Regions from separate parts of the Mus musculus genome. Here all the other regions are linked to region 2. The links are chromatin contacts, called in public promoter capture Hi-C maps. All regions are on one chromosome and are shown on one strand. The core of a region is the stretch at or near the end of the contact, and the rest is flanking DNA. Distances in the headings are between cores, read along the strand shown. Region 1 holds the start of Fabp1 (fatty acid binding protein 1, liver). Region 2 holds the start of Atoh8 (atonal bHLH transcription factor 8). Region 3 holds the start of Rpl34-ps1 (ribosomal protein L34, pseudogene 1).

Region 1 (2,700 bases), core at 67-2,566, 1.0 Mb before region 2:
TGAAAGCAAAGTGCAAGCTCTATTTTGAGCAGTCATCACAGTCAGGACAGTAGACACAGACCTTCCACGCTATCCGGGGCCTGTCACTGCTAGAGCAATAGGGACCATGGGTTCAAAACTGAGGCATGGCATACCCCAGCCTCAGATTTATAAGTCTATGTAGCCTCGGGGCAGAAAAGACTAGAGGATGGAGGGCCGATGGCTGTGAGTAATGAGGCTGATGCTAAAGTCTAAACAGAAGAGAAATAGGCTGTGAAGTGGCACTTGCTGAGAACTGCCTAGGATGCTGGAATGGGGAGATGAAGATGCTCTGGGTGACAATTCCCCCATGACAAACAAGAACATCAGAGATCTTTGGAAGCATCCTTAGGCCTCTTCCCCAAGGCCACTTCTAGTCAGGCTGAATGCCCGTGTACCATCTTAGTGCCCTGTTCTTAGTTGTGAGGCAGGGATGGGACAAAGTCAGCAGGTAATGCCATCTTTCTTGGCTGGACTTGTCTCTAGCAGATAAAATAATCTAAGTTTTCAGACTGCTGCTTTAGTTAAAGAGCTTACACCTGCTGACAGTAGATGCCTTCAAAGGGGAGGCTTGTCTGGACTAAGGCTTGCCTGGACTGAGACTTGCCTGGATTGAGGCTTGCTTGGAATCATTGAAGAAGAATTCTCAAAATACAAAACAGCTTTAAGGACTGATAAAATGTATGTAAAATTATGTTTGTATAATAATAAAAAATGAGAAATAAACATAAGGTTATATGAAAAAGGTTTTGAGTTCAAAGGTATTTCTCCCCATGTAATGCGCGCGCACACACACACACACACACACACACACACACACACACGTATGTGTGTTTATGTATGTACATATGGATATGTAGTGACATGTATATAAATATATGCATACATACAAGTGTACACATGTACAAACACATACATATGTGCACTTAGGTATATATGCATATGTGCATTGCTGGAGATGTGATTCACATGTTTCTAAATTATTTCTAAATGTATGTATGTTGCACATACATACATTTGTCAACATACATTTCAACCATGCACACTTATTTCATGAGTAGGGTTAAGTCACCATAAAGGCAACATTTACAGAGAGCTTTGCCCTTGGTTGGACTCACTAATGTTTGCTGAATTAGAACAAACCTCTGCCTTGCCCACTCTGATTTTTATCGTTGACCATTGCTCTCAGGAGTTAATGTTTGAGCCTGGCCATAAATAAATCGACAATCACTGACCTATGGCCTATATCTGAGGAGGAAGAATCCCCTTATAAAATAGGCAACAGTGGGTGACCTGGCAGGCAGAGCTGTTGTGGTCAGCTGTGGAAAGGAAGCCTCGTTGCCACCATGAACTTCTCCGGCAAGTACCAATTGCAGAGCCAGGAGAACTTTGAGCCATTCATGAAGGCAATAGGTGAGTGGTGATTATGACAGCAACGAGGGGCTAGCCCTACTATCAACAGATAGTCCAGGTCTGGTGTTGAGGTGGAAGGAGGGGTCCAGGCTATACCGAATTGAGGAGTTCTCCAGTGACTCTCCTGCTCTCTTGTTACTTTTACTGCTCCCCACTGGACAAAGCTACTCCAGGGAAGTGGAAACAACCCTACATTGGAAGATGAACTGGTTCGAAGTGTGTGTCTCATGGCACTTTATTCTAAGACCTTGTTCCTTCACTCACTTTCTAGCAAACATTGATTCAAGGCCAACCATACGCCAACCCCATGCTTGTACATATACCAGAGAGACAGAGTGTGATAGGCTACAATCCTGACCAATGTTCAGAGACAAAGCTACAATCTTGACCAGTTATTTGGAGATAAATGGAATGAAGTGTCTCCTAATATGTATGACTCTATACCAGGCATTGCCATGCAATGCCCACAGTAAATACTCACCATAAAACTGAGCTGTTTTCCCATTTTACAGTTGAGGCGACTGGGGTAGGTGAGGTAGCTGTGATGAGGCTCACAGTTTAGAGAGTGTTTGTGTTGGAGTTAGAAGCAGGTGCTGGGTCCCAGAGACCCTATTTAAACACCCTATGTCTCCCAGGGTACTCAGGTACGGGGGAGACTGTGATGATGAAAGCTGAGCCTGGAACCAGGGAGAGAAGAGTATATAACAGGAAGAAAGAGGCCTGTGGGCAGAGGGGGAAGTGGAACAAAGGGGGTTACCAACATGGAAAAGATGAGGAACAGCAAGAGTGGGGAAAGGACTCTCGGGTCATCCTAGGACTCAGAGCTTCTTTTGCAGACAAGTCAAAGATCATGAATGTGAGGATCCCTTAGTTTTGCAAGGGACCCTCCACTGTCACTGTGAACTCCCCGGTTCTTGTGAACTCCTGTTCATGTAAAAGCACAGATTTGTTCTGAAATCTGAAAAGCCCTATTCTAGGGTAAAGGATTTTTGTACATTACCCCCAAGAGCCTTGACTCCAGAGGCCACAGCAAGTTTGCCAGGCATGGTCCTACTTTGTGCATGGCCTAATTATCTGTAGCTCCCATATCACTTCAAAGGTAATTGGATTTGGAAGCTAAACATTCTGGAGGATGAAGTGTTCCCACTCTAAGAGCCAGGCCACTAAAGAAGGAGGGATCTGTGGGGGGTGGAGGGGAGGATGAGTAAGAAGCAGGGAGCCACAGAGGGAAGGGTCTTTACAACAAATGAATCGCTGGGCTGAGAATGT
Region 2 (2,700 bases), core at 17-2,516:
GATTCCTTTTATCCTAACTCCGACCCTGGGACCACCCACCCACCCACTTCTGCCACTCTAACCCCGCGGCGGTTAGTGAGTACCTGCTTCCTCAGCGCCTCGAAGGCTGCGCTGATGGTGTGCACCCGCGTCCGCTCCCTGGCGTTGGCCAGAAGCCTCCGGGTCTGCTGCAGGGCTTTGATCTCCGTTGAGGCGGCGGTCGCTTCGCCTGGCCGTTTCCTAGGCGACGCGGAAGAATCCGGGTGGTTATTGTAAATTACGTGTGAAATTGACGAGTAGGAACTTTCCCCCGGGCGCGTGGGGGGCGCAGGGCGCACGGGGGACTCTTGTGGCGCCGCTGGGGGTGCGAGAGGCGCGGATTGTGTGGGACGCGCGGGAGGGGCGCACAGCAAGATGCGGGGACGCAGAGCCTGCTCGCGGAAGGAGTGCGCCTCGGGATCCCCGGGTGCCAAGCTCTGAGATGCGGGAGGCGGCGGTGGCGTGGGTAGTCCCGGTCCCACTGTGCCCAGAGCGAAACCGCGTTTGCGCGCGTCAGAGACCTCAGGCGCTCTGATGCCCCGGAATTCCCTGGCTGTGTCTGTGCCTCCACCTGGAGGAACCGCCGGCGCCACTGAGGCTGGTACTGGGGTCGCGATCGGGAACGGTTGTGTCCTGTCCCGAAGCCCGTTGGTGGCGGCGGTGGTGCTGACTGTGGCGCCGAGCTCGGGAGCTTCCAAGTCCAATCGGAAAGTTTTATAGCCATTCGCGCGCCGCACCGGCTCCTTGCCTTTCCGCTTGAGCTTCTTGAGGCCGTTCAGTTCTTTAACGCACACAGTCTTCCACGGCCCGTCCTCGAGGACCGGGATGTGCTTCATGGCGAGGACGGCGTGAGGCTGGGGCGTGGGACTGCCCGGGACGCGCGCCCGCAGCGATCACTCTGCACGCCGCGCGCCTGGCTGTGCCGGGTGGCCGCCGCGCTGAGCGCCGCCTTGTCGCCGCGCTCTCTCCTCCTACCCTCCCTCCCCGGGTCCCTCCCTCGCACCCCCACTCCCGGGGCAGCTGCGCCTCCGGCTCCGTGAAGCCTTGGAGGCTGCCGGTTCCCCGGGAGAGCTCAGAGTGTCATCTGAAGTCGCTGCCGCCCTGCCAGCATTTCTGCAGAACGCCCGCTGCGCTCCATCTGTGTTTGTTTAGCCTCAGTTTACACAGAAGCCCAGTTCGCAAGATCACTCAGCGCCGCCCGCCCGGAGAGGAGGCAGCTCCCGCCGCCGCCGCTGCCGCCTCCCGAGCCCAGGCCGCCCGAGCAGCGAGCGCCTTTAAAGAAACAGGAAGCATTTTTCAAAACAGCTGGGCTGAGGGCCGCCTCCTTTGTCCGCGTGCTCTCGGCCTCCCCCCACCCCTCATGCCTTGTGCCGGAACCTGCCTCCTCCTGCTCGCCCTCTCTGCCCCCTACCCAAGTTGGGGGCGCGCCTTCTCTCTCCAAAAACAGTCCGCACTGTCCACTACAGTCCCGAGCACGTGGCTGCTAATCGCTGTGGCCCTTCATTGCCCAGCCTTGTTGGCCTGGGGTGGGGGTGGGGGTGACGCAGCGCCGACCTTTCCCATCCAGAACCTTCCCTTCTACCTCCCACCCGAACTGTCCAACAGAGGGAGAAATCCCAGAGCTTCTGGGAGGGAAAGATAAGTGGGAGAGAAGAACCCCAGAGTGGCTGGTCATTGTCATCCAACTGCAAGAAGGCCTTCTCCCTTCTTGCCCCTATTTGCTGGGGCAGAGGCCTTAGGAACAGAACACCGGACATTGGGAAACTGAGAGATGCAAATGTCTGGTTTAGCAGATGTAACGTCGGTGAAGATCTTAAGTCATCTTACCCGAAGCGCCCTGCTAAACCCAGATTTACTCATCTATGAAATGAGGAATCTGGAGAACACCCATGCTTGTCACAGCCTGGCTGTGAAAGCCGCCACACAGGAGGTGCCAGGTCATCAGTAGCTGCGCTAATGTTATCAGCCAGGGCAGGACAGCTCCTCAAGCAGACAGAATTCTTAGGTCCAGAGCTCAAGGTTGCCATTTACTGAGCGACCTTGGCATTCGTCGTGCTGTCCCTCGGCACCTCTGGCTCCTTATGCCCAGGATAGGGGTCACAACCACACCTTCCTCCTGGGAATGATAACAATTGATTGAGCACAGAGCCTGATGCCAATTGGCCCCAGAGGTAGAGTTCACTCTCCAGACCCCCAGGCCCCTATTCCACTGGAAATCCTACTAGAAAGAAGAGGCTGACGGGGAGGCCCTCTCGGGACCCTCTGCACACACCTTCCCCTGTGCTGCCACGTAGAGTTGCTCTCTTCACCGAGCCTTCCTCCAATGGTCTCCTTTGAGGCAAGTGTCATTAAAAGGATGAAAGGAGATCGTATATGGCATTTGAATGGTGACCCTTGACACACTGGTGTAGTGAAACTATAACTCGGGGCTTAGCTAGAGTTGGGCAGAGTCACAAGCTGTGTTGCCCGTGGCAGTTAGTGTGTTAGATGCCTCCACGTGAGTGGATGCCATTCCTAACAACGGGCTCCACGAAAGCTGAACCCCAGCCCTTTTCTAATGTCTTCCAAAAGAAGGGAAAGACCACTGTAATTTGTCGGAATGGAAGGAAAGAGAGCAGTGATAGGGATGACATCTGTGTTGGGTAGACACACCCACCACCCCCACGTCTCCCTTTGGGCAAC
Region 3 (2,700 bases), core at 130-2,629, 1.1 Mb before region 2:
AGGGTCGTCGGCTTTTCCCAGGGGCTGTGCACACCAGTACTCTCTCATTTCCTCAGATTTGGAAGCTGGTGACTAGATACCTCCAGGGAAGTCCCCACACTACCATGACTGTTCCCTCAAGAATCCATACCCAGGCTCCTTCTCCAGAACCAAGTCTGTTCTGACTGACTGAGGGTCTTATCAGGAGAAATGGCTGTGCACACTGGATCTCATTTGCCCCACCCTGATGATCTGTGTACTAAGGCTAAGGCAGAGGTCCTGTCTGAGACTCAACTTGCTCACCTATAAGAAGTAAGGACTGAGAGAGAGATTTCTCAAAAGGGAATCCAGGAATCTAGGACTTGCTGACCAACCAGCTCCAGGTCAATGAGATACTGTGTCAAAAAAAATAAATAAATAAAAAATGACAGCACCTGAGGAACAACACAGGAGGTTGTTCTCTGGCCTAAACACACACACACACACACCACACACCACACCACACACACACACACTTCTCCAGCAGCAATGCATTTCATGTGTGTGAGTTTGTACACTATTTTTTTCAAATAATTTTCTAGATCCATCTGAATGACTTAAAAATCAAGTCACTGCATAATTTCAGTGTCTGCATTTATATCTGAATCCACAATCACCAGCCAGAAACTCTGTCACACAGGAGGCTGAGGCACTGGGCTAAGCTGGCTCTGAGAGAAGGGAAATGACCTCCCAGCTGCTGTGACTAGGGTGTTCCTGCAGCACAAATGGAAGAAAAGCTTATCAATAGACACCCACAATGATCATGTGCCGGGAGGACACTGCTGGAGTCCACCACAGTCTTGGTACCAGCACATGCGTGTTACACAGTGACAAGGTTATTTTGACTTTCTTGATTCTGTGTTTACGTCTGCTTTTCCTAGTTGAAGCAGTACGGAAGCGTGTCAGTAAGAAGTTTTACACCAGCTCTCTGGTGGTGGAGACAGGTGATTGATGGTTGTGGCTTGCTCCCTGCTAGCCTAGCTCCAGGTTCAATGAGAGATGCTGCCTCAAGGGAATATGATGGAGAGTCACAGAATGGGACACCTGACTCCTCCTCTGGCCTTTGCACAGACATGGGCTTGCTTACTGGGTCTCCCCATCTCCAGCTACTATTGCTCTCTCAGAAATCACAGACAGACAGACAGACAGACAGACAGACGGACGCACGCGAGGGCACACACACACACACACACACACACACACACACACGAGGCATATGTGAACTTTTAAAAGGAGAGAGAGAGGCACCAATAATAAGATGCAATACATTTTTTTAAATTTTTAAGTTATTTTTTATGGAATCCAGGACTTGCTGACTAACCAGCTTTGCTGCTTAGAAAGCTCCAGAACTCTTCCGGGGACGGTGCTCAGAGGCACTCAGGATGGTCCAGCGTTTGACATACCGCCGTAGGCTTTCCTACAACACAGCCTCTAACAAAACTAGGCTGTCTCGAACCCCTGGCAACAGGATTGTTTACCTCTACACCAAGAAGGTTGGGAAAGCACCTAAATCCGCATGTGGCGTGTGCCCAGGCAGACTTCGAGGGGTTCGTGCTGTGCGGCCCAAAGTCCTTATGAGACTGTCTAAGACACAGAAGCACGTCAGCAGGGCCTATGGCGGCTCCATGTGTGCCAAGTGTGTCCGTGACAGGATCAAGCGGGCTTTCCTTATTGAGGAGCAGAAAATCGTTGTGAAAGTGTTGAAGGCACAAGCACAGAGTCAGAAAGCAAAATAGATATGCACATTTTTTAAGTAATAAAAATCAAGACTTGATCTAAAAAAAAAAAAAAAAAAAAAAAAAAAAAAAAAAAAAAAAAAAAAAAGAAAGCTCCAGAACAATGAAAGAGCCTGTCTAAAAAAAATAAAATAAAACAGGGCAGAGCCTGCTGAACAGCACCTGAGGTTGTCCTCTGGGACAAGCCTAGATATGACTCAGTAGTAGAGCACCTGCCTAGCATGTGCAAGGTACTAAGTTCAACCCTCAAACCTTCAGGGTCCCCAGACTTCAGAAAATAAAGTCAGACAGGTGGTTTGCCCATGAGCAATGACAGGAGTGTGGTTGGATTGGCCAGCCCCACCTACTTTAAAGCAAGGACTTTGGATGTGTTCTGCTGCCCTCTGCTGGCTGGGAGAATTATTGCCAGGCTTTCCAGTGGATTTGGAAGGCTTCTTTTCCCCAAGGGAGCCAGAGAGTGCTCACCTTTGCTTGCAGGGTTGCTTACACGCTGCTGGGGTCTGAACCAGAGATACTTAAGCTGAATCGGTTTTACAAGCAACATGATCCCTGATGAGGAGTGAGCCTTGGATCAGAGACAATAGGAAGATAAGAGATGAGGGAGAAGTGACCCTCAACAGGTGGCCTAGCAGCCAAGCTCTGCTTTAAATCTTGACACTGCACCTGTTACAAGGCCCCCACACATGCATGTGTTTCAATGCCTGGCCTTTAGAGGGTGGGACTATTAGGAGGTGGGCCGTCTAGGAAAGCACAGCCAGGTTCTCACACAAAGCAAAGACAGGTGAGGGGGACCAGGGATAAAGAAAAGGGGGGCAAAGAGGAGTGGAGACTAGGAGGAGGCTGGAAACCCAAGGGAACCCCACTGGCTCTCCAGAGTAGCTTCAATGAACACTTCACACAGAACTCAAAGCCATCATCTCCCAGAATCCCAGTTGGCTCCTTTGTA

What was found. Capture Hi-C pulls out chosen DNA fragments and counts their contacts.
Region 1: a promoter capture Hi-C map of liver shows a contact between it and region 2, with 4 times the contacts expected there. The contact joins the promoter of Fabp1 here to the promoter of Atoh8 in region 2. A contact is called at or near these places in 4 of 39 promoter capture datasets (the C10 cell line, liver and pre-B cells) and 1 of 9 other capture datasets (liver).
Region 3: a promoter capture Hi-C map of liver shows a contact between it and region 2, with 4 times the contacts expected there. The contact joins the promoter of Rpl34-ps1 here to the promoter of Atoh8 in region 2. A contact is called at or near these places in 2 of 39 promoter capture datasets (embryonic stem cells and pre-B cells) and 1 of 9 other capture datasets (liver).

Annotation. Positions count from the first base shown.
Region 1 is chr6:71,198,563-71,201,262 of GRCm38.p6, forward strand. It overlaps Fabp1 (fatty acid binding protein 1, liver), which reads left to right and starts at 1,317. Exons shown (of 4, transcript NM_017399.5): 1 at 1,317-1,431. The coding sequence starts at 1,365.
Region 2 is chr6:72,234,311-72,237,010 of GRCm38.p6, forward strand. It overlaps Atoh8 (atonal bHLH transcription factor 8), which reads right to left and starts at 1,267. Exons shown (of 3, transcript NM_153778.3): 1 at 84-1,267. The coding sequence starts at 854.
Region 3 is chr6:71,123,210-71,125,909 of GRCm38.p6, forward strand. It overlaps Rpl34-ps1 (ribosomal protein L34, pseudogene 1), which reads left to right and starts at 1,380. Exons shown (of 1, transcript NM_001199350.1): 1 at 1,380-1,792. The coding sequence starts at 1,401. The coding sequence ends at 1,754.